Linked DNA regions of Zea mays: regions 1 and 3 are each linked to region 2. Evidence: chromatin contacts called from public Hi-C data. All regions are on one chromosome and are shown on one strand. Each heading gives the region's core, a stretch centred on a gene start, on an enhancer-like site or on the middle of the called end of the contact. The rest is flanking DNA. Distances are from core to core; before and after follow the strand shown. Region 1 holds the start of LOC100381466 (putative elongation factor 1-gamma 2). Region 2 holds the start of LOC100193285 (CASP-like protein 12). Region 3 has its middle 28 kb from the start of LOC103627099.

Region 1 (3,625 bases), core at 313-2,812, 280 kb before region 2:
CTCTCAAAGACAGGACCATCAGGTGTCTCCAGGACAGGAACCTGCAAAGAAGCGCCCAAATTACATCCTAGACTATTTATCACCATCTTAACATATACAGAATTTTTTATACCTTCCCAATAGGGTTCATCTTGAGGAACTCTGGTGTTTTGTTGGAAACCCCCATTTGAAAGTCTTTTACCAACTCAACCTTGATGCCGCTGTAATCCGCGGCAATTAGTGTTTTGAATGCATTTTTGTTACTACTGCCAGCATGCAGTACCTACACAGTGCAGAAGGTTTGGTCAGATGGCTACATACCGACACATAACATATCACAATCTGAAACATATATATATCAGAAAAACTAATAATATAAGTTGCAGAATCAATCAGACAATCAGAAAAAATTAAAGAAAAAGAAAAAAAACAATCTTTGATCTAGCACAACTGAAGCCAGTAAACAATTGGTGTCAACTGATAACAGTGTGGAATCATATGAAGAAGACCACAACTACATACTGATGCCTATCTCTAGTACAAAAGTTAGGAAAATATAAAGTCAAATGGGCTTGAAAAGTTGAATATGCCTTTTGTGCTCAGTCAGAAGAGTCAGAACTAAACTCTATTCTGCTTATCAGCTCAGGGAAAAGTTGAGTGAGTTTTTTATTGTATTGGAAACAACAAACATGTAACATGTTAACACAAAATTATAAGCTCAGAGCAAGAATTATATCGTCTATGACTTGATGCTCGTCAGCTTGCAGCATATTAATATACAAACATGTTAAAAGAAAACTACTATGCAAATCAGCATCAGAGACTACCTAATGTTAAAAGCAATGAATGCCTGGCTAAAAGAGTGGCAAAGACCGACCATATGTTTAAATAAAACCACTATGGAAATCACCTGTGAAACAGGAGGCGTCTGCTACGTCACAACTTCATTCTAATTATACCATCTGATGATGGGAATAAATGGGAGGTGATACCATTTTCATAACTTCAGTAAGCATCTAAATGAATTCAATCTCTAACGAGTCAAAATGGGCCAAGATGTAACTAACAAACAGGTAAGGCAAACAAGATAAGGGTAATCAACTATATCCATCCATGGACAATAATTTAGCGACCAAATCTTATGTTAATGTGAGATATAACATATATCCACGATGTAGGCTGCACAGTAGTAATCCACAGAAACCCGCGAATGGAAATTACAATAAAATAACCACGCTAATACAAGCTACTTAAACGCCCCTAGCATTTCGAAAATCTAAGAGCAACATACTACTTAAATAGGTACTTAAATAACTAGTGCTAGTTAGAAAAAACACTTACAAGCGCCATATCGATGAAAAGCTAGCTTCACTCGATCTCAGATCTGCATAACAGCAACAGAAGAAGAAGAAAATAAAATCAGCGAAATCAAACACGAGTAGAACACTATAAATCAAGACAATAACACGAATTTCTCTCGCTACATTTTCACCGCTACCAGCACCGCGAGATCGGGCGAGTAGCGCGCAGCAGGGGGGAGAGCGGAGGCGGAGTAGCCAAAAACCCTAGCGTTGCCGACGAGCCGTCTTATGGAGGCGCAGCTCGCAATACTTGGACCTCGTGCCTAAGGTTGCGCGCACGCGATCTCAGCCGTTGGATGTGGTATCCGAAAAAACTGATTGAACGGCTCGCATTGGCCCGAGATTCTGAGTCGAGCAAGGCCCACCAGAGTAGAAGCCCAAATTTCACTCAGAGTTGGCCTACTAAAGCCTCGCTTTCGCTTGGCAAGGGGCTATCAGCGTCCATCCATGTGGACTCAATTGGGCCTTGCCGTTTGTGTGTTTTTTTTTGGTCCCATAGCCAGTACGCGAGTGAGTAGTCTATGGTCTGGGCTTATTAAATAATGGGCTGAAATGAAGAGAAAGCTCACGAAACAAAAAAAAAACAATATTCCGCTCGTTGATCGATCAGTCGCGGTTTCTCTGCCGCGCCTCGCGGCGCCTGGCTCTCTGCGCCGCAAGAAGGAAGCAAGCGGGAGTCGTGTGCTGCTCACCACGTGTTCTTGTGTCCCAAAGAAATGAAAAATGTGTTTATGGCCTGATGCTAAAGAAACATGAGGCACATGAAGAATGTCCTCCAGGCATGTACGATTAGCATCACTTTCTATTTTGAGAATACGCGAGAGGGCAGCGTATCTTTGTAATCAAATAGAAAATAGTACTCTCTTAATTTTTTTATTTTGTCGCGTTTTAGTTATAAAATAAACTAGCGAACTACAAATATTTAAAAACCGAGAAAATAGTTTAGCTAAAAAATGGCAACTACAACGCATATGCCCGGATCAAAGATCCAAACAGATACACTGGGACTGAAGTTATCAGGCCGCCCTAAGTACAGGCTGATGAGGACCCAGTCGAGCTTTAGTTGTATAGTTCGCAAGGTGCTAGGACCCGAGTGGTGTCAGGTGCACCTCAGCCTCTCACCTTTCTCTCTTAATCGATTGGCAGTGTGGCCCTTCCAAAAAAAATTTGAAAAGGGAAATCTTGACGACTGATACATTCGTGCTTGGTAATAGATTTTTTTTCACACTAAGGGCTAGTTTGGATGTCTAAAACCAGAGAGAATTAGAGGAGCTAAAATCTCTTGCTTATTTAAAATTGAATAAGGAGGAAATTTGAATAAATATTAAATTTTAGCGCCTCCAATCCACTCCGGTTTTGTGCCTTCCAAACTAGTCCTAAGAGCTAATTTGGTGGGAAGAGAATTGAAGAGGGTCAATGGGGTAGAAATTCCCTTGCTAATCAAGTTTCCCGTGGAGCCCCTCCAATTTTCCTTCCACCAAATCAGCCATAATATAGTTTCAAACATCATCTGATCTGTCATTCATGTCTAACATAATCTCGAAATCTTGTGAGATGGCATTTAGTCCCCAAACAAGTGGATGTGGCTCAATCCTCCATCCTGCCCCTAGCCAACCTTATCCACTAGCTCGAAGTTAGCGTATTCTTATTCTTCTATACTTTTCTTGTTTCTTTAATAGCGTACTATTGTTTTAGGCATTTGCTGCAGCCACTTAGGGCATGCTTTGGTGATCACATCCTCGTCTTATGATATTTGTTTAAGTGAAAGATTTGAAGCCCCAAATTAGATCATATCTTCAAAAATGGCAATTTTCATTCTAGCTTTTTTTGTTGTTGTATTTTACTATGTGTTTTGATATGTCATAAATCTTTTAAAGAAACTTATCATTTGACCGTCCTCATTATAAAGGGTGAAGAGGACCACGACGCACACAAAAACTATCATAGACTACCAACGCCCATAGCCAAAGGACTAAACCATCCTCGTTAGGTTGTCTTTAGCGAAGCTTGTATATGGTCGTAAAAAAACCATATGTTATATTGTCCGTAGAGTGAACTTTAATATAAAATGTATGACTGTTGAAGACGGTCTAAAACTATTGCTCTTTCCTATTTAATACAACCCTCAACACACAAATTCCACATTGAATTAGCCCTTCTCTTTCGGCACCGCTCTATCTAGTTGCCATTCCCACTAATTTGCGGCGGAGTCGAAATTGATAGGGATGAGAGAGAGATGCTCCCTCCCACGGTCCCACCCTAGCACCTGCTTCCAATAAACTACA
Region 2 (3,484 bases), core at 86-2,585:
CTAACCAAAATGACTTTACGGGTCGTTTGGATCCCTTCATTTTATAGGAATTAGAATTCACTTAATAAAGTAACTTATTTAGTTTGGAATTTGACATTCCAATACTTTCGAAAGTTCAGATATAAACCAATCTCAAACTCATGAGGTGGAGGGTGGGAAATGATTTTATTTATTAGTAGAATTGGTTTCTAATCTATAACTTACATGACACTCTTCGTCTCACTCCTCTATAGTAAAAATGTAGCACATAAATATCTCCTACATCTTGCTAATAATAATATACAAATATATTTTACATAAAACCGAATTAGCTTAATTGATATATGTCTAAATTACTATTATTAGAATGGAATGCAATTCCAATGATCCAAACTTGGCGTTATATTATTATTTGATTATTACATCCTCGCCGACTACCATGGAACGGAACACACACAACAACGATGGTACAGTTTTTTTTTTTGGGATAGAAGGCTTTTCCTGTTTCAAAAAAATCAAAACCTTAGCGCACCAGTCCCAACTAGAGATGGCCAAATGGGCGGCCCGGCCCGGGCACGGCCAGGTACGGCACGGTTAGGACATGGCCCGTTTGGCCCGTTTAATAGTCGTGCCGTGCCGGCACGACACTAGTGCCTAAGTCCAGGCCCAAACACGGCACTAAGCCTGCTTAGCCGTGCCGTGCCGGCCCGTTTAGCCCGTTTAGCCCATATAGCCCGTTTAGCACTACACCACAGAATTTTAGTCAAATATTCACAAACACAGTTAAAACATACTAAAATAGCAAATATTGAACTGTTTAGTGCAATGGCTGACTCATTAAAAACCTATTTAAGTAAAAAACTCATCCTTATGAGAAAACCCTAGATAAAAAAAAATTACAACACACAGCTAACTAGTCGTGTTTAGATCTAATCATGCATAATCGTGTCTAACCGTGCCTAGGGACTAATCGTGTCGTGCCCGTGCCGACCCAGCGTGCCTGATGCTCGGCCTAGTCACGACACTACCTATCGGGCCGTGCCGGCACGAGCCCGACACCAACCGTGCCGTGCCGGCCTGATTAGCCCGGCACGGCTGGCCATAGTCCCAACTGAACGCAATTTCCGCACGGCAGACTCGATATGAATCCCCGTCGCGCACCAGGGCGCAATCTGCTATCGAAGAACTAACCTTAGCGTCCGTTCATTTGTCCAGAAATCTGCCAGCCAGCCGATCAAAATTTTATATAAATTAGACAAGCAAGCAATCTGGCTAGAAATAGTTATAGTCTGAACATGCCCCTAGTCAAAAGAAAAAAGTTAGATAAACTTTGAGATCATTCCATCTCACTCTCTCAATACATTCCATGGGCCAGCCCATGCGCATTCATCGCTTTGTACGCTAGTGGTATGGAGTTGGTGCGTGCGTGCACCAGTCAAGCCCTGGTCCTCTCTCGGTCGTCGTCGTCTTCTTCTTCTTCTTATTCCCCTTCCTCCACAGCACGGCACGCGCACACGCTGAGTCCAGGATCATGGCGGCGGGCCTCAAGGTCCCCGAGATGGCGCTCAGGCTCTGCGTCGTCCCGCTCTCCTTGGCCTCCCTGTGGGAGATGGCCACCAACGCGCAGGCAGACGACACCTACGGGGAGGTCAAGTTCTCCGATCTCTCCGGATTCAGGTCTGTACAAAGCATCGATCCGCCGCCGCCGGCATCAATTGGTGTGTAGTTTATTTAGACCGGCCTTCCAGTAGTAAGCATTACAACTGAACCCTTCATTATTGGACTGCTAGCACTCTCGTTTGATTTCCTCTCCACCCTGCTCGAATCTGTAGCATAATTTTTTTTTTGTGTTGGATTATTAGTTCTCTCCTTGAGAGAGAGCGCATCGTCATGCATGATGCTAGCAGCTAAAAAAAAGAAATCGATGTCGTTTTGCTAGCTATTTGGTTGGCGTCAACGCCGTCACAGCCGCCTACGCTGTAGCCTCCGTCTTGGCGTCGTCCTTCAAGCGGCCCCTCGCCGCGCGCTACGACTGGGTGGTTCTCGTCATGGATCAGGTCGCTCTGTCTCGCCCGCCCAGCACACCATCTTAGCTTCTCCTCTTCCTCTCTATTCGACGTACAGTACATGCTCTTTATTAGTTACTTATACCTGTATTCAGTTCGTTGGCAATTTTCCATGGACAAAACAAAACCACCGATCAGGACAGGAGTACTGACATGTGCTGGTGCGCGGTGTGCTGCGTGCAGGCGTCGGCATACCTGCTGGTGACGTCGGCCTCGGCGGCGGCGGAGCTGCTGCAGCTGGCGCGGCACGGCGACCGGGGCGTGTCGTGGGGCGAGGCGTGCTCCTACTTCGGCCGGTTCTGCGGGAAGGCCACGGTGTCGCTGGCGCTGCACGCCGCCGCGCTGGCCTGCTTCGCCGCGCTCTCACTCGTCTCCGCCTTCAGGGTGTTCAGCAGCAGGTGCCACCCGCCGCCTGACGCTGACGGCCAGCCGCCCAAGCACGCACGGGACGAGGAGCAACGGGTGTAGCACTACTGACGGCAAGGCGTGTCTCCATTCCATTGCCAAACAAATAACATCCTGCTCCCCTGTGTATTACTACTGCCGTCTACCAAGGCCATCGGTGATCTTTCCACAGGCCCAACCCACATCTATAATCTATTAGGGCTTGTTCGGTTATTCCTATCCCATATGGATTGGATGGGATTGGAAAAAATTGTGAACGATTTTGACTTGTTTGGGATTGAAACCCATCCAATCCCACCCAATCCACATGGATTGAGAGCAAAACGAACAAGCCCTTAGTCGTCTTCAAACCATTAGTAAAGTAACTAATCTTCAAACCAGATACATTACTCGTCGGCGAACAGGGAAAGAGGAAAACAGCACAATTAGTAATTAAAGTAACTAATCTTACACATGTATCACACTACCATGATGAACCAAGTCCGGAAACACACACCACGCCACCGCTACAAATGCTTCTCTCCACCAGGGGGGACACACATACGCAATCCATAATCCACAACCCACATGACAATAAAGAAAAAAAAGCGCAAAAAAAAACTAACATGGCAGCTAGCTAGCTAATACTTGCGGCGTCCGAAGATGGCGGCGGCCTGCGCGTTCTTGTAGGCGCTGCAGCCGACGAGGTAGAGGATGACGAGGGCGACGGTGGCGACGACGAGGGCGACGTTGGCCTTGTGCCACTGGTCCCGGAGCGCCTCCAGGAGGCCCGCCTTGCAGGACTCGCACCCGTAGCACAGCTGCCCCGGGTCGTTGCTCCACAGCCCGCAGTCCGCGTCCGCCGCCGGCCGCGCCGCCGGGGCGGACCACACCGTCGGGCTCACGTAGCTGAACCCGCACACCGACGGCGGCTTGCAGCACCCGGACTGTACGTGCGTGCACCACGTCCACGAATGAGTTAGTTTTTTGCACAGTAATAATATAATGCAGAGCGTCGGTCGTCAGATGTACTTCTTTTTTTTTCCTTTCCCTGA
Region 3 (3,347 bases), core at 181-2,680, 360 kb before region 2:
GCTTTGTGATGATGCCATGTGTCCCCTCTAGTTCCCGCCAAAACTCTAACCAGGTGTTGAGGCCCAAACCCGAGAAACCGACTAACCGATGGTTTTAAGGCTGAAACCACCAAAACCCTCTTAAGTAGTGTATCTGATAGTTTCCATCTACAGTCTTGACACCTGTTACCGTCAGTCCTTGACCGCTCGATCACTGAGTCCTCCAGAGCCTATGCTTAACTGGGTCAACACAGTCTACTCTTTCATGTATTCTTATACTTGTCGATATCACTAATTGTTAGACACGACGACCAATCATCCATCTTTTTTAAACATTGGTGTTTGCCCTTCACCGTTTCTAGTACATCGGCATGAACATGCTTGACATTTGCTTTCGTCGTTGACCATGATATCTATACTTAACACTTGTAGACCACAAGTCAAAAGACATGTGTCGCACACCGCTAGGGATAGCAATTGGGTGGGTAGTACGCGGATATATAGTTCGCGAATCCATACCCGTGAGACAAAACTTAACCCATACCCGTACCCATAAACGTTCGTGGATATGGATCTCTATCCATACTCGTACCCGTCGGGTATCCGCTATCCAGCTGATACCCGTTACCCGACCGCCCACTACAATTTTAGCATTCAACATCAAACAACAATTTTATCACATTTCAAAAATAATTATCATTCCATCATCATCAAATGATAATTTCAGCACCAATTAACATGTCATAGATAAAAAATGAAAAATTAGAATTTAGGATAATATATTAAATCCAGATGGCCCACATGTTAGATATCCACTGGGTAATGGGTATGGATACTGGATATCCATACCCGCGAAAAAATATCCGCGGATACCTTATTATATCCATAACCATACCCGCGGATACCAAATTCCACCATACCCATATCTAATGGATAATTATCCGCGGTTATTTACACATGCCCGTACCCATTGCCATCCCTCTACACCGCCACACTTACGTTAAGGTTAGTAAACATTCAACCAAAGATGATCATCTCCTTTACAATGGTTCATCATATTTGAACACTGTGTGCACGAATTAATCAACCACGTGTTGGCACAGGGTTTCGCATGAAAAAAGAAACATGAAGCGTGGGATCAAAGGGATAATAGCCATGAATGCTGCAGAGAACACCAAACGCTGATAGGCGAGGGGCCATGCGTGTGGAGAATGTTCTGCTCAAGCAAATAACCAAAAAGATTTGTCAATGCGTTATTGTCAACATAATAGCCCATGCACACATGCACTTGCAGGAGAAGCTTCCCAGATACAATCATCTGAAGAACCTAGCTGGAAAGAATTTTCTTTCGTTGGAAAAGGCGGCAAGAGAAGGAAAGAATTGTCTGCTCTCCGGTAAACGGATCTGCTCCCTGGTAAGAAGCATACATGCCGCCACCGAGTTTTCCCGACATTGCTCTTGTACCAGGTCAAGGTGAAAGAAAGAATTTTCCCCATAGTCATAAGACAAGTACAGGTAGACCCATCAATACATCAAACAGATTGCACGGTTTCCACAACACCTTTGGTACACTGGAAATAAGACCCGGAACTCGAAATTTTACGGTTTCGTAAGAAACTTGAGATGTCTTGAAAATGACATGACATACAACTTGACCTGGCCTTTGTGTGAGAAATGCCTTGCAAGTAGACTGTGTTGTACAGAATAATCATACTCTAGATTGTTAATCTGTCATTTTAGCTGTTGTTTGTTTGCCACATGTCGAAAATAACTGAAACCCGTGTACAGTAACCCTGTCGGCAACCGCTTAATGCCTTATTCAGTTATTCATGTCCTATATAGATTGGATGTGATTAGAAAAAAATACGAAGGATTTTAATTAATTTAAAATTTAAATCTATCTAATCTCACTTAATTTACATAGATTGAGAGAAAAGCGAACAAATGACGGATTTTCTTCCGTCGGGATCACAGCAGATAGGCGACCACAAAGCTACAAGACAAACAGACAGGAGCTCTCGGCCACAGATCATGGGAGCTTCTCGATCTCCGTAATACTGTAGTTTGTGGTGTGGATTCACTGCACATTACCAGCCAGCAATCCAACGTGATGAACTAAAACTCCACTCCCACGAGCGACTGATGCAGGAAAAATGGCAGCAGTCAGAGACAACGTCGTCTGTTGTGAGACAACTGGGCGCCTAGCAGTCTTTTCCATTGTAAAAAATCCTCGTAAACAGACAGCAGGAGGTCTAAGCTTCCTTTGCCTGGATATTGGGAATCGACCAAGACCTACGTGTGGTATCTGGCTTGTGTGGCCTCTCTGTTAGGACTTGTCAAGTATGTGTCATCCTGAATTTTCCTGGAAGCCAGAGGTCGACGTCTAGAAATTTGGTGGAAAAAAAAGCATGGGGGATGAACATGCAGCAGTGGAGATGAGGTGCTAATTACGTCATGCATGAAGATGCTACCGAGAACTTCGGAAGCGTACGGAATCGCGAACCTATTCAATAATTTGGAATGTTCCTGGAAGTCCCGCAGTTTTAAGTTTCAGTTGGACAAGGAAAGAGAAGAAAGAAAGAACTGTCTTACCTAGGGACGTGAGTGACAAGCCCATTCAATACAAGTGAAAGTGACAGACTGTGACAGCCCAGTGTGCGACCAATCTGTCGAATAAGTAGGCAAATTCTAGGTTACCAGAACATAAATTATGAGAATCTCCCTATAATATTAGGATACTAATATAAACACAGCTTGTATAGTAGTATGATTAAACAAGGTAAACACAAATAGTAGAGCACAGATCATACTGTAGTAGTCAGAATAAACAACATGAATAGAGACACTAAAATTCAAAGGGCGTGTATCTTTCGACCGTGCAAAAAAAAAAAATAACTTTACCAGTGGTGGCGAGCGGCGACGCTGTTTTAAGAATGTAAATGATTGGATTGAATTGAATTGTTTTATATAGTAAAGTAAGGATTAGAAGGATCCTCGATGTTTTTTTGAGTTCTACTCTCCGTTAATTCTTGTTGGAGCACCCACACTACAAGGTTCACACAAAGAATAGATGCTCTCTACAAGTTAGCTCTTCGACGCTCTAGCATGGTAAACTGCTCAAAACCATGTACAAATCTAAATTAGGTCACTCACAAACTCTTCGGGTGATCACTGCACTCTCGATCGCCACCTAGTCATCTAGGTGATATCAATCACCAAGATTAACAAGCTCTAGATTCTCAATTTGTTCATGCCAAGTCTAATAAGGGTGGTGGTTGAACATATTAAGTCACTCTCTATCTACTAATGAGGTCACTAACCATGAAATTATAAACTCTTTAATCTCTTCACTATGCAAAGGTTCTTCC

What was found. Hi-C and Micro-C count contacts between places; a contact is called where the count stands out from the background.
Region 1: a Hi-C map of endosperm shows a contact between it and region 2, with 8 times the contacts expected there. The contact joins the promoter of LOC100381466 here to the promoter of LOC100193285 in region 2. A contact is called at or near these places in 13 of 25 Hi-C or Micro-C datasets (bundle sheath, ear, endosperm and 4 more) and 1 of 3 datasets of contacts at active chromatin or transcription factors (leaf).
Region 3: a contact with region 2 is called in a Hi-C map of leaf, with 6 times the contacts expected there. The contact joins the enhancer-like site here to the promoter of LOC100193285 in region 2. A contact is called at or near these places in 3 of 25 Hi-C or Micro-C datasets (bundle sheath, leaf and leaf mesophyll).

The regions. Positions count from the first base shown.
Region 1 is chr5:158,479,816-158,483,440 of Zm-B73-REFERENCE-NAM-5.0, forward strand. It overlaps LOC100381466 (putative elongation factor 1-gamma 2), which reads right to left and starts at 1,563. Exons shown (of 8, transcript NM_001361431.1): 1 at 1,464-1,563; 2 at 1,321-1,363; 3 at 113-262; 4 at 1-41. The coding sequence starts at 1,329.
Region 2 is chr5:158,763,537-158,767,020 of Zm-B73-REFERENCE-NAM-5.0, forward strand. It overlaps LOC100193285 (CASP-like protein 12), which reads left to right and starts at 1,336. Exons shown (of 3, transcript NM_001138428.2): 1 at 1,336-1,656; 2 at 1,919-2,036; 3 at 2,229-2,740. The coding sequence starts at 1,511. The coding sequence ends at 2,513. It overlaps LOC100191693, which reads right to left. Exons shown (of 2, transcript NM_001137122.2): 2 at 2,879-3,376. The coding sequence ends at 3,071.
Region 3 is chr5:158,405,586-158,408,932 of Zm-B73-REFERENCE-NAM-5.0, forward strand. No RefSeq gene overlaps it. Among protein-coding and RNA genes, the nearest start is that of LOC103627099, 28 kb to the left of the region's middle. Within about 2 kb of position 1,431, at least 6 of the 20 cell types and tissues checked have an H3K27ac peak or open chromatin away from gene starts, as enhancers often do. A contact at or near this core is called in bundle sheath, leaf and leaf mesophyll, where this site is marked.